4 separate regions of the Sus scrofa genome follow, and all the other regions are linked to region 1. Evidence: chromatin contacts called from public HiChIP or PLAC-seq and promoter capture Hi-C data. All regions are on one chromosome and are shown on one strand. The core of a region is the stretch at or near the end of the contact, and the rest is flanking DNA. Distances in the headings are between cores, read along the strand shown. Region 1 holds the start of UPF1 (regulator of nonsense transcripts 1). Region 2 holds the start of SSBP4 (single-stranded DNA-binding protein 4). Region 3 holds the start of ISYNA1 (a long non-coding RNA gene). Region 4 holds the start of ELL (RNA polymerase II elongation factor ELL).

Region 1 (6,681 bases), core at 3,083-5,582:
AGGTAGCAACCTTTTTACAACCTTATAAATTGACACACGTCAATGTATGTAAACACCCGTGAATCCATCGATCAAGATAATGAACACATCTATCACCCCCAGTCTCTTCCCGCTTTTCTCATTCCTCCCTCCTTTCTTCCCCTCCCCACAACCACTGATGTGCTTTTTAAAACCAAACAGGTCACCTCAGCACTTTCTAGAGTTTTATATCAAAAGAATCATAGAGTACATACTCTTTTTATTTTGAGTGCATCTTTCATTCAGTGTATTTTGTTTTTGTTTTTGTTTTTTGTCTTTTTTGCTATTTCTTTGGGCCGCTCCTACGGCATATGGAGGTTCCCAGGCTAGGGGTCAAATCGGAGCTGTAGCCACCAGCCTAAGCCAGAGCCACAGCAACACAGGATCCGAGCTGCGTCTGCAACCTACACCACAGCTCACAGCAACGCCGGATCGTTAACCCACTGAGCAAGGGCAGGGATCGAACCCGCGACCTCATGGTTCCTAGTTGGATTCGTTAACCACTGCGCCACGATGGGAACTTCCATTCAGTGTATTTTGGAATGTATCCATGTTGCTGTGTGTATCAATGGCATGTTCCTTTTTTTGTTTGGTAGTGTTCTCAACTCTTAAGATTTTCACCATAATTCCAGTGTTTGGAGGAAATACAATAATAGCAACAATCAAGAATAAATATTCCAACTAGGCAGACCAGAAGGTTTGGAACACCATCTATTATGCAAAGGACTTCTGAAATTACCTTTCCCTGCCCTTTGAGGGGTAGGGGAAGGGGCTACAAAAGGGTCAAAGGCTCAAAAGATAACTGCCCCTTTATTTTAAGGACACTTGGCAAGGCCATGTCAGTGCTTTTTATCCCAGGATCTCAAGGGCTTTGATAAATATCAATTTCATTTCATAAACAAGAAAACAAATGCTATTTGAGCCAATGCAGAACTCAGCAGGCATCAGCTTGGCCTGCCATTCTCCCACCCATCCTGGCCATGACACACATGTGTTACCTAAACAAACTTTCAGGTAAAACCAACTGTGCAAAACTGGCAGTCAAGACATATCAAAAGTGGCTACACATTGGAAAACAGTCTGGCAGGCCCTGAAAACCACATGCAGTTGTTTCCAGACCACCCAGTAGTTTCACTGAAGGCTTACACCCACACAGAAACTTGTACACAGATGTTCACAGCTGCATTCTTCATAACAGCTAAAAATGGAAACAATCCAAATGTCCACCAACAGGTAAGAGGATAAACAAAATGTGGTCTGTCCATCTATGGAATATTACTCAGTCATCGAAAGGAATGGAGCACATGCAACATGAATGAACCTTGAAAACAGGCTCAATGAAAGAACCAAAGACCACATACTGTATGATTCCACTTATATGGAATCATACCGAGGAGATAAATCCAGAGAGAAAAAACAGCGGTTGCTTGGAATTGGAGAAGGGAGGACTGACAGACTAAGCGATGTGGGATTTCTTTTTACAGTGATGCAAATGTCATAAAATCAACTGTGGTGGTGGCTGTGCAACTCTGAATGTACTAAAACCACTGAACTGCTCACTTTGAATGGGTGAAGTATATGGTACATGAACTCTATCTCAATAAAGCTGTGAAATGAAAGTGGATGCATAGCATGTGACAATTCACAGCCACTCAGCCAGTAAGATAAAATCAAAAGGCACTCAGAATAGAAGCCCCATCATACAGCTGGTTACACAGACAAGTCTGAAGACAAATAAGGAAAATCTTCCCAAATGTTGTAGGCAGCCAATGCCTCCAACTGGCACAGGAGATACTCAATTTTTTTCCACTTTCTGGTTCTATTCAGACTCTCCTGCCCCCAAATCCAAAGCTTCCTCTTGTGACTCCAAGGATATTACTCCCCAAAATACAAATCCAAAGTTAGGCTACAGAGTTAAAGTAAGGAAGGACAAACCGTTTTGATGTCATCAGAATTCAAATGAGTTCAACTATAATGTTTCCCTCCAGTGGAGTGTTTTAATGCTCTTATTTAGTACAGTTCAATGGTCAGGTGCAGGAAAAGTAATCAATTATTGCAACTAAAAGAGGACACGCCCCCACAATTAACCGAAAACAGAAACCAAGGACCAAAACTACAACTTGGAGCTGCCCAGGTTTGCTGTTTTATAGGCTACAGTTTAAAAAGGATTTGCAATAAAACAATTACCTTTCACAACCCTGAGCTACCATAGGTCATGACACACTGCTCAACCAAGAGATTTTTATCCTCAGCTTCCCGGACATGGTGGACGCAAATTATAGACAACACTATCAGGTCTATCCGTTCATACAGAAGTCCAATTTCACATATGTCTAAAGGTAACCAAATAAGAGCTGTTACCCCCATTTTAAAGTTGTGGGAACAAATCTACAAGGTATGAAACTACAAGTGTTATCAAGAGTCTCTGGTGGCTCATTCATGTCTCCATGCAAACTTTCCCCTCTAACTTCCCCCATCATATGTAAACAAAACTGAAAAAACATACATACATGCACACCTGTTCTCCCTGATGCCCCCACCCATCAAGCATCTATTTTTAAGGAATCTGAGGTTAGAATGAGTCAAATGTTTTTTGCTTCTATTAGGGGCTAAGAGAAAGTCCAAGTGGGTGGTCTACCCATGGGAGTGACTCAACCAACTACAATGTAAGCCCCCTTCCCCAGGACAGGGTCTAAGCTCACTCTGGCTGAGGACAGGTTGGCTCCCCAAGATCTGACGGTGGGTCCTCATGTCAAGGGACACCTGCAACAAGGCAAGCCCTATATCTCCTCCACGGCTGAGAATTCAGGAAAATAAAATCAAAGGAGGTACCAGGCAAAGAAATGGAATCTGAGATTCAGAAGATGATGGCTACATTCCCAAGTGAGCCCAGTTCAAGACCACAGCCAGCCCCCTTGCCCACCCTAGGGCAGGGCCCCAGATCCAGGAAGTGTATGCCCAATACTTCTCATAACACAAACCCAAATTTAAAATAGTCTTCACATCATTAAGAACAAAAGTCTCTGACGTGGCAGACCAATTTAAGTAAAACCCACCACTATTACCCCGTTGGAGGAACAAACTCAAACCCAACTTTTCCAAGGCAGGGCTGCGGAGTTACGTAACAGGTCGGTTTCAGCAACAGGCAATGCCAGAAAGAAAAACAAAACGCAAACTGCCTCCTGAATAATCTTAAAAGCCAACGAGTATGGGGTTCACGACTGGAGGCAAAAGTTCCGTTTCTGCTGGGGGAGCCTCGACCCTCCTCTCACCAGCGTCCCTGAGCCCAGGGAAATCTGAATCCGCCGCTCAGTGGGCATAAGAGGGGTAAGGGAGAGTGCTCTGAAGGTTCCGACCACAGGTAAGGGGGTGGGGCAGGGCGGTCGGATCAGCCAGAGGAGGGGACCGGAGCAGATCACCGACCCAGCTGGAGAACTCGGGGACAGGTCATCCCCGACTTGGCCAAAGACAGACCCGGAAGGGGACTTGGGACAGATCGCGTAAGACCTAGCCTGAACGAGATCCTGAAATCACCCGGACGCAACCAGAGCAGGACTTGAGGTAGGTTTGCCTGGATCCGGCTGGAGAGCGGGAGCCGGGGCAGGTTACTCCGGGGACGTCCTGAATGGGAGAGACCCCGCCAGGTTACTCCAGGCCCGACTGGAGTTTGAAACACGAGCACATCAGCCTCTGCCCCGATGGAGGGGGAGCCAGGGCAGGTTCCCGGCCGCCGAGGCCTGGCCCCATCTTCCGGCGCCGCCATGTGCCGCTCACCTGAGCGTCGAGCTGTCCGGCGGCCGCGCCCGGCCCCGCGCCGACCGGGGCCCCAGCGCCTCCACCTCCAGGACCACCGGGGGGCGTCTGCGTCTGGCTGGGGAGGGTGAAGTCGGTAAACTCGAACTCGGAGCCCTGCGTGTCGGCGCCGAGGAGCTCGGCCTCCTCGGTATCCAGGAAGGTGAGCGTCTGAGAGCTGGGCCCGTACGCCTCCACGCTCATGGTGCCGCCGCGTAGGGCCCTCAGGCCGGCTCCGCGCCGCACTCGAGCCCGCCGCTGCGCTGAGGCCTAGGCCGCAGGTCTTGGGCAGCCGCCGCCGCCGCCGCCGCCGCCGCCGCCGCGCCCGCGCTCCTGGACAAGATCAAAACGCCCGCCGCGGTGCGAACCGGGTCGAGAGCCACGCGCGCCGAGCCGCCGCCTCTGCCGCTGAGCCCCTCAGTACCACCGCTTCCTTCGGAGCCGCCCGCCCTCGCAGCCCCCGGCAGGAACCGCCGCCGCCGCCGTGCGCGTGCGCGAGCCCGACGCCGCCGCAGGTGCGCGTGCGCGAGCCCGACGCCGGCGCAGACGAACGCGCTCCTCGAGGACGCCTCCTACCGCGCCCGGACTCCCGGAGCTGAGTGGGCCGACAGAACGCGCAGCGCGCAAGCGCGGGAGGCGGGGCTTCCAACCGTCTTCCCGACGGCGGCTCGAGAAGCTAGTCTCGCTCCAACCGCTCCTCCGTGGCGCCTGGGCAGCGGATGGTGTAGATGTGGTGGTCCTTGCCCTTAGGGGCGGCGACAATGTCTTGGGTTAATTGACCGCCAACTGAATACCTTACACAGGTGGAACCCAGCTGGGGAAGCTTGTCGAGGACGGTGCGGTGCGTCCCCATCTTTTAGAGAATCTTCCTGGGCCTGTTTCCTCACCTTTAAAATGGGGATGCCTGGCACATAGTAGCTGCTCAGTGTGCATTTGTTGAATAAATTAGTGGGGACAGCCCTTAGCACAGCACATAGCACGCAGAAATGGTGGTTGCAGCAGTTCTGTACAATTATAATATTATTCAGAGGCAGTATATAACAAAGCACTTGGGAGCACTTGCTCAGGTTTGAAATCCAGACCTGGCCACCTACTGGCTGTGTGACTTTGTGCAAATGATTTCACGTCTCAGCCTAGGATTTCCTCCGCTGGGAAAGGGAAATAATAACCATTAAGATGGGCTGAGGGGAGTGCCGGTAGTGGCTCAGTGGAAACAAATCTGACTAGGAATAATGAGGATGCAAGTTTGATCCCTGGCCTCCTCAGTGGGTTAAGGATCTGGCATTGCTGTGAGCTGTGGCCTAGGCTGCAGACATGGCTTGAATCTGGAGTTGCTGTGGCTGCAGCAAAGGCCAGCAGCCGTAGCTCCAATTTGACCAATAGCCTGGGAACCTCCATATGCCGCCACTTCGGCCCTGATCTGAGGAATGTCTGTGACCCATACCACAGCTGATGGCAATTCCAGATCCTTAACCCACTGAGCGAGGCCAGGAATGGAACCCACATCCTCATGGATGCTAGATTGGGTTTCTTAACCACTGAGCCATGATGGGAGGTCCCTCTCGGAGTTTTAAATGCATGCCCTACCCTGCCTTTGATCTAGCAATTCCACTTCTAAGGATATCCTCTTATTTCCTACATATACTCACATTCGCAAAATGGCACTGTGGGAGTTCCTGTCGTGGCGCAGTGGAAACTAATCTGACTAGGAACTATGAGGTTGTGGGTCCGATCCCTGGCCTCACTCAGTGGTTAAGGATCCATCGTTGCCATGAGCTGTGGTGTAGGTCTCAAACGAGGCTCAGATCCCGCGTTGCTGTGGCTGTGGTGTAGGCTAGCAGCTGTAGCTCTGATTAGACTACTAGCCTGGGAACCTCCATATGCGCAGGTGCGGCCCTAAAAGACACACACAAGAAAAGACAAAATGGCACTGTGGGTGATAAACTAAAACATAACCATTTAACACAAAAGAAAGCAATAAAGGAGAAATTGGGGGGAAAAGATACCACATATAGAAATAAATGGCAGAAATAAGTCCCTATGAGTAATTTATTAAATGTAAATGATTAAACTCTCCACTTAAAAAAGGAGTTCCCATTGTGGCTCGGTAGTAACGAACCTGACTAGTATCCATGAGGACTCGGGTTCAATCCCTGACCTCGCTCCGTGGGTTAAGGATCAGGCATTGCCATGAACTGTGGTGTAGGTCACAGACACGGCTTGGATCCCACATTGCTGTGGCTGTAGTATAGGCTGACAGCTACAGCTCCAATTTGACCCCTAGCCTGGGAACTTCCATATGCTGCAGATGTGGTCCTAAAAAGACAAAGAAAAAAAAAAGAAGAAGTTGTCAGAATTGATTTGTTTTTTAAAAAATCGTGATCCAACTATGCTGTCTTACAGGAGACTCGCTATAGATTCCAAGACAAGTAGGTTGGAAGTAAATGGATAGAAAAGATATTCCATGCAAATGGTAACCAAGAGAGAGCTGGATTAGCTATGATAATACCAGATAAAACCGATGTTAAGGACTTCCCATTGTGGTGCAGCAGAAACGAATCCAACTAGAAACCGTGACATTGTGGGTTCGATCCCTGGCCTCACTCAGTGGGTTAAGGATCTGGCGTTACTGTGAGCTGTGGTGTAGGTCACAGACAGAGCCCAGATCTGGTGTTGCTGTGATTGTGGCATAGGCTGGCAGCTGAAGCTCCGATTGGACCCCTAGCCTGGGAACTTCCATATGCCATGGGTGCCCTAAAAAGACATAAGACCAAAAAAACAAAACAAAACAAAACAAAAGACGTTAAGACTAAAATTGTACTTGAGACGAAGAACATCATATAAGGATAAAAGTTTTTATCTATCAGAAAG
Region 2 (6,681 bases), core at 1,228-3,727, 370 kb after region 1:
CTTTCACCACCGCAGCCCAGGTTCAATCTCTGGTCTGGGAACTAAGATCCCACATCAAGCCACTGCATGCCATGGCCAAAAAAAACCCAAAAACCAAAAAACAAAAAAACCCCCAAAATCTTTCCTGAACTGTTCAGTGGGACTGAAATGCAACTCCAAACCCTACCACCCCAGCTCAAACCCATTTCCTCCACTCTGTCTCCATGACCACCACCTAAGCTGCCACCATTAGCTCTCTCCCAGTTAACTGTGCCTGCCTTTCCCAGGTCTCCTGGTCCTCTACCCCCACCAACCCCAAATAAGCCCTAGTCCACAAAAGAGCTGGAATGCACTTTCAAACACATGCCTCTCTGGCTCATACGGCACACCCCACCCCTGGACACCAGCCCTAGCTCTTTTGCCTGGCCTCACCCTAGGGACTCTGCACTTGCTGTGCCCTCAGCCATCAGCTCTTCCTCCAGGTCTCTGCACACCTGGCACCTCCCTCACACTTCACTACCTCCCACTTTGCTTTCTTCATAGCACATCCCAAGATCTTCACATCAGCTTGCTAAGTAACTCGCTTGCCTCCTAGCTAGGATGTGGGCTTCTTCAGGGCCAAGGTGTGCCTTTCCAACCACTATGCCCCAGGACCCAGCCCAGCACATGTCTGAACAAGTGAACAATTCCCACTGAGGGAGTGGTAGCCCCTAGATCCCAGCAGCCAGGGTAAAAGGATGGCTGCAGATGTGCCAGGATTCCCAGGAGTTGGGTATCCAGACATCCCCTGCTTCCAACCTCAAAAGAGCCAGGTGCCAGTTTCAAAAAGCCTTCCTGCTCGAAGGTGCCTGGAAATGGAGCCCACCTCATAACTGTGCAGATCGACAAGACAAGCCTAGAAAAGTACTCATCTACCTAGCATCTTTTGGCCAGAAGGCTCTTCTCCAAAATGACCCCAAGGCTGGGTAGAGAATGGACACTCATCCTTATGTGTGTATGTAGGAGTGGGGTGGGGCAGTGACCTCAATGTCAGCCCAGGCAGAAAAGGCAGAACAGGAAAGAGCCCATGTCCAAGGGGCTTCCTCACCACCCAGACATTCAAGTCCTTCTAGGATCTTGTGAATCAACCATTGGCCATCAGCCATGGCAAGCCTTCCCTTCTCTCTGGCACTTTAACAATACTGCAAAACCATTGGGTGCCCTTACTGTGAGGCAGTCGCAGCTCCAGCACCTTTCAAATGCTCCCCAAACCTAAGAGATGGCACTGCATTTATAAGGAAGGGAAAGTGAGCCTAGCAGGGGGTGCTCCCTCATCCAAAGCCACAAAACAGGTTAAGAGACAGTGTCAGAAGGCAAGGGAAGCACAGCAGCCCTGCTGCCTCCCCACCCCAAGAAGCTCTCATCACAGAGTCTGGAAATTAGCTACCTATCCTTCTAACAGCCTGAAAGCATCTGCTACCCACAGCCCAGCCCAGCCCCAGAACAAGTGGCAGGCCCCAGGACTGTGAGCCTTGCAGCTTCCTCAGGGCCCCATCCAGCCGCCCCAAGCCCGCTTGGACAGGTGGCCTTGCAGGCCCTTCTATCATCTCTCAAGCTTTTCCCAAGGAGCAGAAGTACCAGAGTAAGCAGTGTCCCCTACCTGGGAAACTTCCTGGGAGGATGGAGGAAGCTACACAAACTGTGACTCCATGCACTCACATATGCAACCTTGCACACCCAAGTCTCGACCGTCGGGGAGGTCTCGCGACCCTCTAGTCACTCTAGGATCTCGCGCGCCCCCTCAAATCTCGCACCCTCGAGTCTCGCGCGCCCCCGCAAATCTCGCACCCCTCGGGTCTCCTGCGCCCCTACTACTCTTTCAACCTCTCGAGTCTCGCGCGTCCCCTCAAATCTCGCGACCCCTTAAATCCCTCATGACCCTTTGGGTTTTGAGCGCTCCCACGTATCTCGCGCCTCCTTGAGCCCCCTCGGGTCTCGCGCACCCGCTCAAATCTCGCGGCCCTTCGAGCGTGCTCTGGCCCCGCACGCCCTGCACCCCGCACCCACGTGCCCAACGCAGTGCCCAACGCAGTGCCCGCTGGCGGTGGGGCCCACGGAAGCGGCGCGGCCACTGAGCCCCGCCCCCGGCTCCCGAGGTCCCGGCCCACTGACTCACTTCTCGCGTGCCTGGCTGTCGGAGGGCACGGCCGAGCCCTTGCCCCCCTTGGCGTACATCCTGCTCCGTGCCGCCGCCGCCGCGCTGGGGCCCCACACCTGTCAGGCGGCGCCGCGGGCCGCGCTCCCGGTCGCCATAGCTACCCCGCGTCCCGGGCCTCACCACCCCGAGCCCCGCGCGGGCATCGCGGGCATCGTCCGCGCGGGGGAGCTCCAAACGGCCGAGACGGCAGCGGCGGCGGCAGCTCCAGCTTTGGCTCTGACCACGGGTTTTATTTTCTTCCTCTCTTCCCTCAGCGCGGGCTGTTCCGGGAAGCGCGCGCCCCCTCCTCCCGCCGCGCGCGCCCCCGCCCGCCGCCTCCCCGTCGCTCGCGGGCGCCGCTCTTAAAGGGGCGATGGCAGGAGCGCGGGTGGGTCCCGCCGCCAGGACCGTGGGCCGGGCGCGCAAGCGCAGTGCCCGCCGCGGGGGGAGGGGGCGCGGGCTGCTCACGCTCAGGGCATGAGTGGGGACACCACTTCTGGGGCACACAGCGGGACACAGCTGATCATGGCTACACACACATTGTCCAAATAGAACCAGCCACCCAAATTGTACACCTAAGAACACAAGCCCACACTTAATTGCGATAGCATTCTCCGACACAAGACTCCACACGTAAGTCCGCATAACTACTGGAATAACTACTGATAGACCTATAAAGCTACAGGCAGTCACACTGGATGTATCACCCCGCAGCACAGGTGGGGACCGCCATACACAGTCTGCCCAGAGACACGCAGGTATACACAGCTTAAATAGTTGCTGTTACAGAACACTGAAACAGACCACGCGCACCTCGGCACACACCTGCATAGACACGCATTTGGAACCGCTATGGCACATCTTCCAACAGCTGTGGAATGAGCCCAAGCAGCTACTTGCTGTCACCCTGGGGCACCCTGTTGCAGCCTCTGGAGGGCTCCACACAGGGGCCTGGGCTGTCACTGAGCCACAGATAACTGTGTCACACAGTCACACGCAACGCACAGTCACACAACAGAGATGCTCGCAGCACAAAGACACCACACAGACAAGAAGCTCCTGGGGTGCCCAGGCCACACGCTGGGAGCCACTCTGCACAGCCCTACTGTCACACCTCGTGTCAATAGTCGGTGCTGGGTGACGGACTGGGTCACTCCCGCCTGCTCCGCCTCTCTGCCAGTGTTGCCAGCTGTTAATGGCATGAATCCCATTTGCCTGGGTGCAGGGAAAGGGTATTCCATTCTCTCTCCTGGGACCCTTCTTCTACCCCCAGGATATTTTCAGAGAAGGTGGAGGCAGACACTCAGGCAAGGAAGGACACCCGCAGGGCAAGGGGTGCTTGGGAGGGGTGGAGGCCTGTGCGCCAGGGGACCTGTGGGCTGCGTGCGTGGGCTGGGTGAGGAGAGGCGGTCCAAGGTCCAACTGTGACTCTAGGTCTGGATGCTTCTGGGAATATTTGCCATAGGTATTCTTTTTTTTGCTACGTGCAACCAGTGTGTGTGTAGACATGCGGATCCTGTGTGAGTGCACGTGTGCATCGCTGTGTGTGGGAGGATTGGCAAGTACCCAGTCGCTGGCGGGGCAACTGTCCCTGGCTCTGCGACGGTGGCTGCGTGTCCGCGGCGGTTTTGGGGGGCCAAGTGACGCCACGTCACATTTTGTGCACTAGGTTGGATTGCTGCCTCCCTGGGACCTCTGTTGTGTGGTTGTGCGCTCAGATTTCCCATGTTGTGTGTTTGTGTGTGCGCGCGCGCGCGCGCGCGAGCCTTGATCGGAACGCCCTTCCCGCTGCCCTACGACCCCCATTATGCTTCCCTCTTAGAACCGCCCCCAATGGCCTCCCTCCGACCCAAGGCTTCTGGCGGGCGGGAAGTCCTGAACCGCTGGGGTTCCAGACGGACGAGGAGGAAGGGAAGGGCAGGGCCAGGCGGTCGTCAGCCCCGCCTCCATCCTGAGGGGCCCCGGCCGGGGTTGGGGGGGACGCCAGCCCTTCCCACTTCCTGTCCAGCCGGTCGTCCCCTCCCCCAGCTTCCTCTCCCGCGGGCCTCCTAGGCCCCAGGCCGGCGCGGAGGAGGGGCCCTCTCTGCGTTTTAATGGGGCGCGGCAGACTTGATTCTGTCGGGCGTCGAGCTGGCGACTGCCCAATGTCCCCGGGGCCGCCAGGGGATGTGGACATCAAGGACACCCTCATCGTAATGCCCACCAGTGCCCATCACCGCTCTTCAGCCAGGCACACAGAGGGTGTGACTCACCCAGGTCACACAGTGTATTGGTGACAGCTGTGACTGCCGGGCACTACGGACGCCCCCATCCAGGCGCTCCCCATTTATCTCCTAATGTTCTGTGGCTCCCTAGGATTCTGTGCCCTGGTTGGGCCCCCCGCTATCTCTGAGCCGCCGCTCCTTAAGTCGGCGTGAGCCTTCATCCTCCGCGCAAACATTTATTGAGTGCCTGCTGTGTGCCGGGCTCTGTGGACCAGTCTGGACGTGTTGCTATTGCTTGTGAAGCAAAGGGAGGGCCGAACGTCAAAAGCTGGCGAGTCAGTAGGCTAATTTCAGGGAGTGCCACGTGCTGGGCAGAGGGAGGGGACCCCGGTGAAGAGGACCGGGCAACCGCTGGGGCGGAGGGAGGAAAGGAGGCTGGGAGGCGGAGGCACCCGCGGCCCGGCGAGTTGCAGAGGGGGAGGCACGGCTGGCGGGAGCGGAGAGCGCCGTTCTCATGGCAACCGGGGCGGATCTCCAAAACAGCCTCAGCGAGGGCGGAAAAGTCCGAGAAGAGCGACCTCTGGGCCCCACGCAGCGACCGGGAAGCTGAGTCGCGGGCACATCCACCCAGGCAGGGCTCACGCCTAGCAAGAACAGAACCCATAGAAACACCGCCCCCGATCCCCCTTGCAAAGGAGGGACGTGAGGGGGAAAAGGAAAAAAATTTCAATAAGGGGAGGGGTGGATCCGAAAGATCTGCAAGGAGAGTGCTCAGATTGCTGTCGCGGCAAGTGCAAAGGCCCTGAGGTGGGCACAAGATTAAAATGTTGAGGCAGAGCGAGGAGGGCAGTGTGGCTGCAGCAGGGGATAGAGGAACCGAGGGGCCGGAGCACTCCTGGCGGAGACCGGTCGGGATTTGTTCTAAAAGGAAAAGGGAGCCATCGGAAGGTGTGTTAGCCGCGAGGGACGGGATCTGCATCAAGATTTTAAGAAGCTTCATGGGGGCTGCCGGGTGGATCGGGATGGCATGGAGGAGGCAGGGAGGTTGGCCCAGGTAGGCAGGGGTCCTGGCCCAGGAATTGATTTAGGAGCCAAAGTGAGCGGGGAACGGTAAGCGAGGAGCGCTAAGGGTGAAAGTTGGACCCCAGACCTGCAACCTTTTTGCTGGCTCCCGGTCGCCCCCCTGTGGCCACGCGGGGACTGCAGCCCTGAGCTGGGTCTCTGCCTCTAAGAACCACCCATGCTCGCAAACCTCAGCCCTAAGCGGTCGGAGTCGGTGCCTGGAGGAACCCGAAGCCGGGTCTGCTTGTAGCGCAGGGGGACCGCCTGGAGGAGGAGCCAACCCTCCCCTCATTTACTCCTTCCAGCCCTTCCATTATTCAGAGGCACTCTTCATAGGCCCACCTCCCAGCCTTTGCACTGGCTGTTCCTGCTGCCTGGAGCGCTCTTTCTCCGGCTCCAGGCCTGGACTATTCTGGTTCCTCCTTCGGCCTTTGGCCGCAGCGTTCCTTCTCCCCCACCCTCCTTCTCTTCCTCCTCCTTTCCCTCCTCCCCCACTTCTCCTTCTCCATCTTTCACCTCTCCCTCCCTCTTCGCCTTCCCTGGCCACCTCCTCCAGATTACTGGTTCTGCACTAGCCTTGGTTGGACTTATCACTATTTTGATAAAATAATGCCTCAGGTTCTCTGTCAGAAGCCTCCCTCCTCCCCATGGATCTGCCTTCCCCGCAGAAACAGCGGGGGTGGGGGTGGGGGTGGGGTCCATGAGTATGTTGGGAAGTCTTTGGGAAGGCTGGTTTGGGTTTTCCTGATGAAGGTTCTTCCTCTCCACAGGAGGTGGGAGCTGCCCATTAATGGGGGAGGGGGGATTTGGGAAGCAGCCAGGATTCCGCCTGCAGACCCCAGCAGCCCTTCCCCAGCCGTGCGTGGGTGGCGGCCACAGCTGGGAGCAGGGTCTGAGCCATCAGACGTTTCCTCTCAGAAGCTGTAATTAGGGGTAATTTTCTAACTGCAACACAAAATTAAAACCCAAACAACGGCCGGGAGGGAAGAAACCACAGCAGCTGGTGAGCACCGGGGCAGGCTGGGGTGCGGTTGGAGGTTCCAGCCTAGACCTGGTCGGGGAGCCAGCTCCCTGGGAGGGGAGGGGCACGGGCACCAGGCGAAGGGTCTTTGAGACCCGCTGGACTCCTTGGAGAGCCGGCAACCCTTTGTAGTGTTGGTTTGCGAAATGGGGATTATACCCCAAGACCGATCACCTGAAGGCAGAACTTCTCAGATGGAGGATCTGGACCTACATTTGAACCCTGGCCGTGTGGCCTTG
Region 3 (6,681 bases), core at 2,727-5,226, 350 kb after region 1:
GTGCTTGGGGGGGGTTGATGGACAAAGGTTATAGCTGATTAAATATGGTCTAACTTATTGATACTGGTTTTTTTTCTTTTAATATTGTACTGTGGAGAAAAACTATTTTGAGCCATGGAGTTGGTGTTTACAAGAACTTTTCCCTTTTGCCAAAATGTTACAATTGAAAGGCATCTGCATCTTCAGTTCCCTGATATTTTCTTAAAAGATCTAGTGTCCTTTTTGTACACTAAACAGGTGAATGCTGATTTTTTTTTCAACCTACAATAAATTTCACTGAACTGAACCTATCAGCCCAAGCTGGGAGTGTGCGTGTCAGTCCCTGGGAGTGGGGGGTTGGTTCTGTGTGGGGGTGGACTGGGGTGAGGAGGCAACCTGGCCCTGGAGCAGCTGTGATGATGGGCAGGGCACAGGCTGGTACTGGGCAGAGAAGGCGTCCTGGGCAGCCTGCCAGAGCCACTGCCCAGGAATGAGGCCAGCAGGTGGAGGGCTGATCAGAGGCAAAGGGCCCTGCAGGTACCAGAGCAAGAGGCCAGACAGCCTGGTCATAGGTAAGAAATGTCAAGACCAAAAAAAAGGGGAGGGGGGAGTTCCCGTCGTGGCGCAGTGGTTAACGAATCCAACTAGGAGCCATGAGGTTGCGGGTTCGATCCCTGCCCTTGCTCAGTGGGTTAACGATCCGGCGTTGCTGTGATCTGTGGTGTAGGTTGCAGACGCGGCTCGGATCCCGAGTTGCTGTGGCTCTGGCGTAGGCCGGTGGCTACAGCTCCGATTCAACCCCTAGCCTGGGAACCTCCATATGCCGCGGGAGCGGCCCAAGAAATAGCAACAACAACAACAGCAAAAAGACAAAAAAAAAAAAGAAATGTCAGGAGTTCCCACTGTGGCTCAGGGGTGACAAAACCGACTAGGATCCATGAGGATGTGGGTTTGCTGCCTGGTCTCACTCAGTGGATTAAGGATCCGGCATTGCTGTGAGCTGTGGTGTGGGTTGCAGGCTCGGTTCAGATCCTGCATCGCTATGCTATTGCAACTGCAGTTCTGATTCGACCCCTAGCCTGAGAACTTCCATGTGTCACAGATGTGGCCCTAAAGAGCAAAAAAAAAGGGGGGGTTTGGAGGGGAGCCATGGATGATGTGGTGTGAGCAGGGCAGTGGACAGGGTGGGCTGATCCAATCAGGGGGATCCTGGGCCTCCCACAGGGCCAAAGCCCCCTTTAGTGGGGCCACACGGGGCAAAGAGCTGTGACTGATGAAAAGAGCAAGTAAGGGCACTATGTGATCATTCCTCCCAGGCTGCATGCTGGTGTTCGGGGGGGGAGCCCTTGTGCCCTCTATGGGGACAAGGACCCCAAGGCCCAGTGGAGCCCCACAGGCCCCAGGACACCAGCTAGGATGGCCGTCCTTGCCCCTTGTTCCAGGTGAGGAGCTGAAGGCAGGGGGGCAGGTTCTAGCCTCCAGGGACACGGTGGGTGGGTGGGGGATGTTTATTTTAGGAAGGAAAAACAAAGAATAAGACCGGGATTAAAGGGGTCCAGGGGTCAGGGACTGTGGGCCTTAGCCTCTCTGGTGGCTCTGCTGGCCAACGGCCTTGGCCTGAGTTCTGAGGCGGCCCAGGAATCTGAGGGGTGCGGGAGGGGCGGTCAGGCAGTTCTCTGTGGGGCAGAATGTACCCTGCTCCCCGGGCGGCCTGGCCACGCCGTTCTAAAGGGATTAACATCTCTGTCCCCACACTCCGGGGCCCAGGGCTGACACCTGCCTCCTTCAGCCTTGTCACGCCTCAGACTCACCCCTGTTCACCCTCCTCCCCCAGCCTTCCGCCAGGCTCCCCCACAGCCCCCACTGCCCAGCGACACTGTGGCTACAGGCGGTTCCCTGATCATCCTTCCTGTGCCAAGGACACCCAAGTCCAGTCCCGTAGGGCCCCAGAAGGGTTTTCTCACTCTCATGACCTGTGCCACCGTGGCCAAAGGTTTGGGGGTTGCCCACCAGCCCCTGCCAATTGCTGGACAATGTCTTCCTCCTGCCAGCACCTAGATGCTGCAACTTCCGTGCACGGGGCGCTGGCACTCAGCAGTGATGGAAACAGCTCTGCCCCTGCCCTCAGGAGCCTGCGGTCTGGTGGGAATGGGGTCCTCAGTCGTTCACTGCTCACCCCCAGGCAGCACACTCAGTCCCTGTCACACACCCAGACTGTCCCTGCAGTTCTCCTTACAGCTCCAACCAACTGCTTGGAATAGAAGCAGTCAGAAGCCACATCCCCTGCAGCTGCCCCTCCAGGAGCCTGCCTGGGGCCACTCTGCCCCACTACCCTCCTGCCAGCACCTCCCCCAGGCTGCCCTGTGAATGCTGGGGTTCTTCAGGGCTGGGTCTTTGGGGACCTTTCTGTACACATTCCTGTGATGTCACACATGGCCTGGAGGCACAAGCTCCCTCCAATTCTCCAGCACCAACTGGACATCCAACAGTTCCATTCCCATGTCAGGCATCTGGCCCCACAGGTTGAGGGACTCAGCCCTCACTTCAGATGCCAGCCTCAAGTCCCTGGCCACTCATATGTCTGACCAAACAACCCTCTGTAAATCCATCCCTTTCAGCCCCCTCAGAGGTTTAGTGATTTGCTAGAATGGCCCGAGGTGCTCAGGGAAGCACTTGAAGTAAATGCAGAGGGCAGGGTGTGGGGAATGGCGCGGGGCTGCCACAACTTCTCCCAGAACCTCCATGGGTTCACCAGAACCTCACTGTTAAGGGTTGTTACAGAGGTAATGGAACCTAATGGATTGTAGGTATGATTGAATAAATCACCGGCCATTGGCAACTGAACTCAATCTCCAGCCAGGAACAGGGGGACAAAACCCAAATATTTATTATACTGTCTTTCCTGTCCCCAGCCCTGAAGGTCTACCCTGGTCCCCAGACTGCCTCCTTCCCCCTTGCGCTCAGTCCCTTTTCATCTGCCCCTGAAACCACGCCCCCAGGTTTTTGCCTGGGCAGTCCTTCACATTTTTGATGTCTTCAGATCTCAAGATCCCTCACCGCGCCACATCCTCCAGGCAGTCTGCCCTGCCCAGCGCTGCCTGTTAGGTCCCTCTGGCTGGGAGTGACCCAGTCCACTTCTGACTCCCCCTCACTGGAGCCCCTGGAGGGCAAAACCTGGACCGGTTTTAGAACCCCCACCTTCCAAGGCCAGGCCCTGACCAAGTTTCCTGCAAATGTTCCCAACTATCCACCTTTTGGGTCAGCTCCAGTGGTGGAAACTTTCCAGCCGGAGGAGGCCGCTTGTTTTGGAAAGTTCCTGGGGGAGCCGCCCCCGCCCGCCTGCCGGGTTCCCACGCTCCTTTATCGCTGTGCTCTTAGGGGGGCTTAGTGCTGTGCTGGCCTAGCTCCTCCCCAGCGGGCCGCCTCTGCTCTGCCCATCCCATCCCCTCCCCTCCTCTCCCCTCCCCTCCTCTCGCCAACAGTCTCTCCCCCGCCCCCACTCCAGCCTGGCCCAATCAAGCCCTCCTGCTACAGGTGGGGAAACTGAGGACTCGCAGCCACCACCCCATCCACGTGAACCCTGTGGCGGGGGTGGGGGTGGGGGGTTGATATCTGGAGGGTGCTGCTGTTCTGGAAGGGGTAGGGGGAGGAGGCAGCCTGGGCTGGAGGAGCGTCTGGCTTCGAAGTCTTAATCCCGGTTTAGTGTCTCGTGCCTCGGTTTCTCCAGATAACCCCGCAGAGGCCCAGCCTCCTTGCCTGGCTCCACCTCCTGCCTTGTGGCTGGGGCCTGCGCTCACTTACATCCATATGATTCTCTTTTGTAATATGAGGGGAAGCTGCCGCCGGCTCAACCCGCGATGCGAAGTGAATCACGCGCGCCGAGCTCGGGCCGGGGGTCTGCGGCCCATATGATTGTCCGGCCGCGCAGGACAGTTTAGGGGACCAGATTAACACGGGGGCTCGGGGCAGAAGGGCCTCGAACCCGAATCCAAGGCCTGTGTGCACCGTCCAGGCCGCGAGCGCCCCTCCTCCGCGGCGTGGGCGGAGCGAGGGGGCGGAGCGGGGTGGAGCCACCGCTCTTTTCTCTCGAGTTCGCGCGCCCCGAGCCCTAGCCGTCCGCTGCAGTTCCAGCCGACTCTGCGCCGGTAAGTGCGGCCCCGGGAGGGGTGCAGACTCCCCAGGGACCGAAGTCGGCTTGGCCCAGCCAACTCTCGGGTCCCCGCTGACTTCCTGCCCACCCCGCGCCCCCAGCTCACCACGATGGAGGCCGCAACCGAGTTCGTGGTGGAGAGCCCCGACGTGGTCTACAGCCCCGAGGCTATCGAGGCGAAGTACGAGTACAGGACGACGTGCGTCAGCCGCGAGGCTGGCGTCCTCAAAGTAGGCGAGGGACCGGGCTGGCCGTGAGGCTAGGGGGAACCAGGGAGCCGAGACCAAGCGGGAATTGCCCAACGTCTGCGATCTCCGCCCTGCGATGAGGGGGGAGGGGCCTGTGGTCCCCGACTCACCGCACCGCCTGTCCCCAGGTGCATCCCACGTCCACGCGCTTCACTTTCCGGACCGCCCGGCAGGTGCCCCGGCTGGGGGTCATGCTCGTCGGCTGGGGCGGGAACAACGGCTCCACGCTGACCGCTGCCGTGCTGGCCAACCGACTGCGCCTGTCCTGGCCTACGCGCACCGGCCGCAAGGTGGGGGAGTCGGGCGGCGCCTGGTAGAACCCAGGGCTCCGCTGGAATCCACGCAGAGGGGGAGGGGCTCTACGGAGGAGTGGGTCTTAAGGGGGCGGGGTTCCTCGCTGCGGGCGGACCCCGGGGCGGGGCTTCCACGGGGCGGGGCGGGCACTCCTCAGGGGGTCTTGTGGGGGCGGAGCCCAAGGTAGGGAGGACTTCGGGTTGGGACCTCCGGAGGGGAAGCAGCTCTTGCCTTGACTTGGAGCAGAGCTGAGGCGCCCGAAAGTAGGGCGGAGCTTGAGTGTGCCGACTCTTGGGCCTCCCCACGCCACGCCCACCCATCTCTCTGCCCTGTCTGCCGCTCCCCAGGAGGCCAACTACTACGGCTCGCTGACACAGGCTGGCACCGTTAGCCTAGGCCTGGACGCCGAGGGCCAGGAGGTGTTCGTGCCCTTCAGCGCGCTGCTGCCCATGGTGGCACCCGACGATCTCGTTTTCGACGGTGGGCGGGGCCCTGGGCCAGGGGTGGGGTGGGAGGCCGGGCCTGTGGGGGTCCAGGATCCCCGCCGAGCTTGAGGGTCCCCGCCCCCCCAGGCTGGGACATATCGTCGCTGAACCTGGCGGAGGCGATGAGGCGCGCGCAGGTACTAGATTGGGAGCTGCAGGAGCAACTGTGGCCGCACATGGAGGCCTTGCGCCCGCGGCCGTCGGTCTACATCCCGGAGTTCATCGCAGCTAACCAGAGTGCGCGCGCTGACAACCTCATCCCGGGCACGCGCGCGCAGCAGGTGCAGCCCCTCCCGGCGCCCCATATCCTCTGCCACTTGTTCTCCCTTGTCATTTGTCCTTTCCCCCACCCCCGCCACCTGTTCTCTTTTGTCCCCATGCTTCCATCCCGAGGGTCCAGGCCCCACTTTGCACTTGGGTAATTGAGTCGCCCAGGCCTCCACAGGTCGGGAGAACCTGTACAACCCTCCCCCTTCGCCCGCTCCCGCCCCCTGCCAGCTGGAGCAGATCCGCAGGGACATCCGTGACTTCCGGTCCAACGCTGGCCTGGACAAAGTCATTGTGCTGTGGACAGCGAACACAGAGCGCTTCTGCGAAGTGGTGCCTGGCCTCAATGACACTGCTGACAACCTGCTGCGCACCATCCAGGTAGGCACGCCCAGGGGTGGAATGGGGTCAGGGCTAGCTCCCAAGGACCCTTCTGTGCTGACTGCCTGTCTGTGCCCACAGCTGGGCCTGGAAGTGTCGCCCTCCACGCTCTTCGCCGTCGCCAGCATCTTGGAGGGGTGCGCCTTCCTCAACGGGTCCCCACAGAACACACTAGTGCCTGGTGCCCTCGAGCTCGCGTGGCAGCGCCGCGTCTTTGTGGGTGGAGACGACTTCAAGTCCGGCCAGACCAAGGTCAAGTCTGTGCTTGTGGACTTCCTTATCGGTTCTGGCTTAAAGGTGTGTGAGCCTGGCAGGGTGTTCCGCTCAGGATAGGGGTGCCTGGATCCCAGGCTGGGCTTGTGCCCTGCAAGGCCTGCAGCTACCGCGGGGTCTCCTTGTCCTCCCAGACCATGTCCATCGTGAGCTACAACCACCTGGGCAACAACGACGGGCAGAACCTGTCAGCGCCGCCACAGTTCCGCTCCAAAGAAGTGTCCAAGAGCAGTGTGGTGGATGACATGGTGCACAGCAACCCAGTGCTCTACAAGCAGGGCGAGGAGCCAGACCACTGCGTGCGTGGAGCACAGGCGCGGCAAGGGGTGGGGGGAACTCCCAACAGAGAATAGCAGGGGTCCGTGTGACCTCGTGCCATCCTCCTCCCCAGGTGGTCATCAAGTACGTGCCATACGTGGGCGACAGCAAGCGTGCCCTGGATGAGTACACATCGGAGCTGATGCTGGGCGGTACCAACACGCTGGTGCTGCACAACACGTGCGAGGTGCGGGACGCGAGGGGGCAGGAAGTGGGGCTGCTCACCAGCCCCGCCCACCTCCTGACCTGCTGGCTCTGCAGGACTCGCTCCTGGCCGCGCCCATCA
Region 4 (6,681 bases), core at 2,595-5,094, 260 kb after region 1:
TGGGTTAACGATCCGGCGTTGCCGTGAGCTGTGGTGTAGGTTGCAGATGCGGCTCGGATCCCGCGTTGCTGTGGCTCTGGCATAGTCCGGTGACTATAGCTCTGATTCAACCCCTAGCCTGGGAACCTCCATATGCCGCAGGAGCGGCCCAAGAAATGGCAAAAAAAAGACAAAAAAAAAAAAAAAATTTATGGTCTCTGAGGAGACAGTTTGGGGTGGGGGATGTGCTTGGGTTATCCTGTGAAATCAGACTGTTATGATCATTATACAACTACAAATGTGATAAATTCATTTGTGTAATTAAAAAAATATATATACATATACCAGATTTGTTGTTGTTGTTGCTCCTCAGGCATGCAGAAGTTCCAGGGCCAGGGCAACCTGCGCCACAGCCACAGCAGTGACAACACTGGGTCCTTAACTCACTGAGCCACCAGGGAACTCCAAAATATACCAGATTTTTGGGGAAAAAATGTAATTGTAATGTATACATGTAAGGATAACCTGACCCCCTTGCTGTACAGTGGGAAAATAAAAAAAAATAAATTATAGAAGTCAGACATTAAAAAAAAAACAAAAAACAAAATATACCAGATTTATAACTCATAGAAACGGAGATAATAAATGTTCCCAGTATTAAGCCACTAAGTTTGCGGTACTTTGTTATGCATCAGTATACAGCAATTGCTAATACGTATGTTAGCAATAGACAAACAGTGAATAGTGGGTGTTCATCCCAGTGTGGTTTAAAACCCCATACACTGCAAACACCATAAATGTCTAACGAAAAGGGATTGCGTAGATAAACTCTTGTAAACCCATTAATAATAAAAATAATGATTTCCATGGTGATGTCATTTGTTTTTGGTCTAGGGTCAGGCTCTTGGGTAAATACTGATATTTTGTTTATGGATGAGCAAAGTGAGGAACAGAGAGGATGGGACATATCCAAGGCTACATGGGGTGAGGGTCACACTAGGGTCATCATAAAGCTAGAACTTCTGCAATGAGCTTACTAGGTAGATTATGTGTTGAAAGCCCACCCAAGGTGATCAACTAGCTTCCAATTTCTTGGCTGACCTAGTTCTTAGAGACTTTGTAGAGCATGCCAATTCCTGATGATTTCCTCCATGACTGTTCTTGGGATCCTATTGGGAGACACTGGAGCATTAAGTATGTATATGTATACTTTATATATTATTATATATATAATTTTTTTTCTTTTTAGGGCCACACCCACAGCATTCAGAAATTCCCAGGCTAGGGGTTGAATAGGAGCTGCAGCTGCTGACCTGCGCCACAGCCTCAGCAACTTGGGATCCAAGCTGTGTCTGTGAACTACACCACAGCTCAGGCAATGCCAGATCCTTAAGCTACTGAGTGAGGCCAGGGATCGAACCCACATCCTCATGGATACTAGTTGGGTTTGTTACTGCTGAGCCACAACAGGAACTCCTTGGGGCATTAAGTATAAAGTGGAGCACAGCCCCTGGTTGCAGTGTTCTTAATTCTCTTAACTTTTCTAAGCCCTCAATTTCCTCATCTGGCAGATGGATCCGAACCACTGTATCTGCCCCAAAATGCAGTCATGGGTGCCAAACACTGAGCACAGAGTCTGGTGTATCTTAAGCATTCAACGCGAGGTGACTGTTATTAGTATTGCTGTCTGTTTCTTAGATGAATGCATTTAGGCTCAGAGAAGGGAAGTGCTTTTCCCAATGTCACTCAGAAAGCCAGTAAGCACTCACAGCTGCTTTTCCAATGTTCTACTTCATTTAGCAGTCTGGCCGTCTTTCCCCTTCCCATCTTCTAAACTCCAGACTGCCTGCTCCTCAGCCACCCCACCTGCCCCTTCTTTCTAGGTGCAATGAAACCCTGGTCTATTCTAATTCTTACCTGGCCCGGTCTCCCAGATAAACAGCTGGACACAACAGTGGGCAGACTGGTTAGTGTGCGAGCAAGTGCCAGCATCTTCCCCATAGAATGGACAGATCCTAGGTAAAGGGTGGAGGATCCCAGAGTTTTGGCCTTGGGCTCAAACAGGCTGGAGTTGGAATTTCTGCAGTAGCATGTGAGACCTCTCTGACCCTTGTTCTCATCTATGAAATGGGCTGATAGCTGTGTTGTGCGTATTAAATGACATCCATTATTAATTCAGCACAACCACCCAGTGCTGGAGGTTTTCAATGAAGAAATATAGAAAGGATACAGTGGTTTGGACCCATCTGCCAGATGAGGAAACTGAGGGCTTAGAGAAGTTAAGAGAATTAGGAACACTGCAATATAGAAAGGGACCCAGGTAGCAGAGGCAGGAAAAAATGTAGTCGGGAGGGCTCTGGGTCAGAAAGATCCAAGTTCAAAGTTTCAGGCAGGCCATTCACTGGCAGGGTGTATACCCCTGCTGTCTCATTCCTTTGATTCTGTTTCTCCATTTGTAAACGGAGATATTAATGACAGGCATGGGAAAAAGTTGCAAGGAATCTAGCATTGCCTTTAGGATCAGCCTTTAGGTTCATGGTCAAGGGGTAAATAGATGGCAGTGCCGGCCTGGTAGTGATAGGCAGAGCTAACAAGATCATCTGGGTAGAAACACATAGAAAGTCCCTGAATTCACCTTCCTCCCTTGCCTCACTTCATCCTATGACCACTGTCTGTAATTAGATTAAAATGAGAAGGAGTCCCTGCTATTGTGCAACAGGATCTGCGGTGTCTCTGCAGTGCCAGGATGCAGGTTTGAGCCCTGGCCTGGCACAGTAGGTAAAAGATCTGGAGTTGCTGCAGCTGAGGCTTAGGTCTGGATTGAGGCTTGGATCTGATCCCTGGCCCAGGGAACTCTATATGCCACGGGGCAGCCAAAAAAGGAAAAAAGAGAAATGTCCATAGATACAGAAAGTAGGTTAGTGGTTACTAGGGCCTGGGAAGGGGGAATGAGGAGTGACTACTTTGTGGGTGTGGGTTTTTCCTTTAGGGGTGATGAAAACGTTCTGGAACTAGATGGTGGTAGTGGCTGCACAGCATTGTGGATGTATTAAATGCCACAGAATTGTACACATTAACTAACTTCATGATAGGTGAAATTTTTTTTTTTAATGGGTGAGCAGGACAATCACCATCTCTCAGGGCTCTGGGGGGTGTAGGATTTTATTCTAAGTCTACCCTTAGCACAACACTGTAAATTAACTATATTTTAATTTAAAAAGAAATCTACTGTTACCATGAGCAAAGTTAATCTGACCCCCAATCATCCAACAGCCCCAGGCCCACCTTAGGGGAACCCTATTAGCCCAACCCAGCGTCCAACGCGCGCTCAGTTTACATAGCCACGCCCATCCAGCAGCGGATCCCTCCCCCCACGTGCTTTGCGCGGGCCCCGCCCCCTCCCACGCCCTCAATGCGGCTCCTCGCTGAAGCCAAAGACGGAAGACTTGGAGAGACCTCATAAATAATACATCACGTCATTGGCTGGTGGGGCGGTGCTTCGACTTGCCTGGCTGAGTCAAGATCATGAATAATACACACTGAGGCGGGGCTTGAAGGAGCGCGCGTGTCGAGGCGGAGTCCGGGCGCGGAAGTGGACACCTCTAGGGTCTTGAGAGGTTAGGGATGGGGGGAGTCCATCCACGCCTTACGAAAATGCAGGAAGTCGGGGCGGTAACTATGGGATTCCCTGGGCCCACATGATGCGTGGCCAGCCGCATCTCATGAATAGTGCAGCACGTCAGCGGGCGGTACCGCGGCGTCTGTGGTTCTAGGGGGGTTCCGGCGAGGGCGTGGCCAGCCGCGTCTTATGAATAATGCAGCACGTCAGCGGGCAGCAGGGTGGGGCGTGGCCGGCGCACCGCCCGCACTGGAGCCGGGAAGGGGGGGCGGGGGAGCGATGGTCGCAAGATGGCGGCGCTGAAGGAGGCTCGGAGCTACGGGCTGTCGTGCGGGCGAGTGAGCGACGGTAGCAAGGTGTCCGTGTTCCACGTGAAGCTCACCGACAGTGCTCTGAGGGCCTTCGAGAATTACCGCGTCTGCCAGGTGAGCGGTGCAGGCGGTGCGGCCGTCGGGGACATCGGGACGCAGGTCGGCCTCGCGCTCCTCTCGCCACGGCGTCCTAGCCTGGGGGCGCGGGGTCCGGCTTCTTAGGTGCTGCTTGTGAGTTCCTGGGCCAGCGGGGCGCGGGGTAGGCGCCTGTCCGGCTCGGAGCGCAGGGAACCTCGGCGCCGGGAGGAGAACCTGGCGGGTGGCCCGGGGCGGCCATGGGGCCCGAACTCTCGCTCCTGGTCTGGGGATAGGGGGTCTGTCCGGCGCCTTTCTCGGCCCATCCGGCACCTGAGCAGGAACTGGTCTTTTCACCTGTTCAGGGGAAGGGGTGGAGGCCCCGCTGTCCGAGCTCGGAGGTGGGGGTTTGGGGCTTCTTTGGCTCCTTTGCGGGATGGCCGGTAGGGATGACTGCCTGCACTCCCGAGGAGCAGCTTTTCCGTCTTGGTCACTGGTAGGGTGGGTCAGTGGGGCACCGCTGTCGGAGCACCTGTGGGGTTTTGTTCCGTTTGTATGGGGAGGTTGTGTCTGCACTTGGGGGCTGTCTTTGATGCTTTCCAATGAGGCCCCTGGAGTTGGGTTCACTTTTCGTTCCTGGGAAAGGAAATTTGGGCAAAACCTGTCAACTCGCCTCCAACTCCCCAGGTGACCAGGTCTCACTGGACACCTTTAGAGAGTAGGAGTGTTTTGAGAAGAAGAGGCTGTGATTGTGGAGGGGGGGATTGCTGGTATGGTGCCTTTAGAAGATTGGGAGCCTGTGGTGGGCACCTGGGAGGGAGCTCTGGCCACCGCACCTGGCTCCTGACTCACAAACTTCTCAGGGGCTGATTTGGGTCCATCTGGCTAAGTTCAAGGCGTTTCAGTTCTGCCACCTGGCGGGGGGTGGGGGGGGTTGGGGAGAGGCTTCTGTGTACCTTCTTTCAGGCCTGACTGTAGGGTACATCTGGGGCCCTGGTCAGAAACTGCTTCTTCCCATTTCTGTTTGTGTCATGGCGCCCTCCTCCTGTGTTGGGACAGAAGTTGCAGGTGCCCAGTGGTCAGGTCCTGAGGGGAAGTGGTTTGGGAGCCCTTTTACCTCCTCACTGGGAAAGTAGGGGCTTCATCGTGGCTAGGGGGAGCAAGGGGTCTGGTGTCAGGTTCAGGAAGGCCCCGCCCTCTGAGAGAAAGAGAAAGAAGAGAGAGAGAGAGAGAGTGAGAGGAGAGAGAGAGAGAGAGAGAGAGAGAGAGAGAGTGTGTGTGTGTGTGTGTGTGTGTGGTGTGTGTGTGTGTGTGTGTGTGTTGTGTGTACTGGGGCTGGGGGGGGGCTCAGGGCGGGTGAGGAGAGAGACTAACTAGGAAGGAATGTGGCTTTCTTCCTGCCCTGGACTTGTTCGGCACCATTAGCTAAGCCGGGAATTTTTTCCCCTGTCTTGTTACCCGTGCCCACCCTTCCCTGGCTTCTTTCCACTTTTGGGGGCAATTTCCTTCCTGTTCTTGCGTCTCAGTTTTCTCTTCATAGAACAGGGACTTCATCTTTGTTGGAAGAGCAAATTCTCACCTTGTCAAAAGTGATTCCCCAAGGTGAGCCTGGGGTGCCACTGCAGGTGAGGAGGAGGGGGCATGGTGGCCAGCTTGAGCCTTCCTTGTGGAATTCCAGCCCGGTGACTTTTTCCCTGGGCAATTCCAACTTGTTCTGCAGGAAGGCGGGCTTTCCTAGAAACAGCTGGGGGAGAGCTGGTGAGTCATGTAAATAAGGTGAACTTGGTACCTGGTCACTGAGGGTTAGGAGCCCCGCCTTCCCTGCCATGCTGCCCTCCCTTGATCTACTCGTCAGGAAGGCCTGTCTCTGCATCCACCTCATGCTGTCACGCTGCTATTTTTAATTTAGGGTGTTGGTTACATCCCCTGAGCTGGATCTTCCTCCTGTGAGGGTGAAGGTATAACTGCAGACTCAAGTTTGTCCCATGCAGAGCCCAGCTGTGTACATTGGTGTTGATCAGCCAGATGAGGCTCCCTCTTAGAGCTTCTCCAAGCCATTTGTGTTAACTTGGCTGGGTGAGCTAAATTTTGGGGTTGACTTTGAGCTAAATTTTGGGGTTGACTCAAACTTTCATTTTTCTCAGAGGCTGACTGGTAATTTAAGTTACTTGGCAATTTCATATTTAATCTTACTCAATAGTGGACTGAGGTAAAATCAGGGCAGCTGGGCACACTCAGTGCTCTTGGGTGGTGGGTATGGGGAAGGTGACTTGAAGAATTTGTTTGTGTGACCAGAGAAGGATGATTGGTTGTTAACAAAGCTCTTTATGTGTGACTTGTGACTGTCAGTAGTGTCTGTCTAGAGTTTCCTATTCTCTAGTGCCATGGTTATATAGTTTGCCAGTGACAACTTGTGAAGAGGGTTTTTACTTTTACTTTTTTTTTTTTTTTTTTTTTTGCTTTTTAGGGCTGCACTTGTGGCATATGGAGGTTCCCAGGCCAGGGGTTGAATTGGAGCTGTACCTGCCAGCTTATGCCACAGCCACAGCAATGCGGGATCCGAGCTGCGTCTACAATGTACAGCACAGCTCAGGGCAACGCCAGGTCCTTAACCTACTGAGTGAAGCCAGGGATCGAACCTGCATCCTCGTGGATACTAGTCGGATTCATTTCTGCTGCACCACAATGGCAACTCCT

The links. Promoter capture Hi-C pulls out the DNA fragments that hold promoters and counts their contacts. HiChIP or PLAC-seq counts read pairs in DNA pulled down with a chosen protein or histone mark.
Region 2: a contact with region 1 is called in a promoter capture Hi-C map of fetal liver, with 4 times the contacts expected there. The contact joins the promoter of SSBP4 here to the promoter of UPF1 in region 1. A contact is called at or near these places in 1 of 5 promoter capture datasets (fetal liver) and 2 of 2 datasets of contacts at active chromatin or transcription factors (alveolar macrophages and skeletal muscle).
Region 3: an H3K27ac HiChIP or PLAC-seq map of alveolar macrophages shows a contact between it and region 1. The contact joins the promoter of ISYNA1 here to the promoter of UPF1 in region 1. A contact is called at or near these places in 2 of 47 Hi-C or Micro-C datasets (omental adipose tissue and retroperitoneal adipose tissue) and 2 of 2 datasets of contacts at active chromatin or transcription factors (alveolar macrophages and skeletal muscle).
Region 4: a contact with region 1 is called in a promoter capture Hi-C map of liver, with 3 times the contacts expected there. The contact joins the promoter of ELL here to the promoter of UPF1 in region 1. A contact is called at or near these places in 2 of 5 promoter capture datasets (fetal liver and liver), 2 of 47 Hi-C or Micro-C datasets (embryonic fibroblasts and epiblast stem cells) and 1 of 2 datasets of contacts at active chromatin or transcription factors (alveolar macrophages).

What each region holds. Positions count from the first base shown.
Region 1 is chr2:59,009,214-59,015,894 of Sscrofa11.1, forward strand. UPF1 (regulator of nonsense transcripts 1) reads right to left here and starts at 4,333. Exons shown (of 24, transcript XM_021083471.1): 1 at 3,793-4,333. The coding sequence starts at 4,014.
Region 2 is chr2:59,382,060-59,388,740 of Sscrofa11.1, forward strand. It overlaps SSBP4 (single-stranded DNA-binding protein 4), which reads right to left and starts at 2,478. Exons shown (of 17, transcript XM_021083516.1): 1 at 2,135-2,478. The coding sequence starts at 2,193.
Region 3 is chr2:59,359,696-59,366,376 of Sscrofa11.1, forward strand. ISYNA1 (a long non-coding RNA gene) reads left to right here and starts at 3,977. Exons shown (of 11, transcript XR_002341592.1): 1 at 3,977-4,124; 2 at 4,231-4,359; 3 at 4,506-4,667; 4 at 5,019-5,151; 5 at 5,244-5,437; 6 at 5,655-5,804; 7 at 5,886-6,101; 8 at 6,212-6,376; 9 at 6,469-6,582; 10 at 6,657-6,681. ELL (RNA polymerase II elongation factor ELL) reads left to right here. Exons shown (of 13, transcript XM_021083507.1): 13 at 1-291.
Region 4 is chr2:59,273,320-59,280,000 of Sscrofa11.1, forward strand. ELL (RNA polymerase II elongation factor ELL) reads left to right here and starts at 3,845. Exons shown (of 13, transcript XM_021083507.1): 1 at 3,845-4,023. The coding sequence starts at 3,889.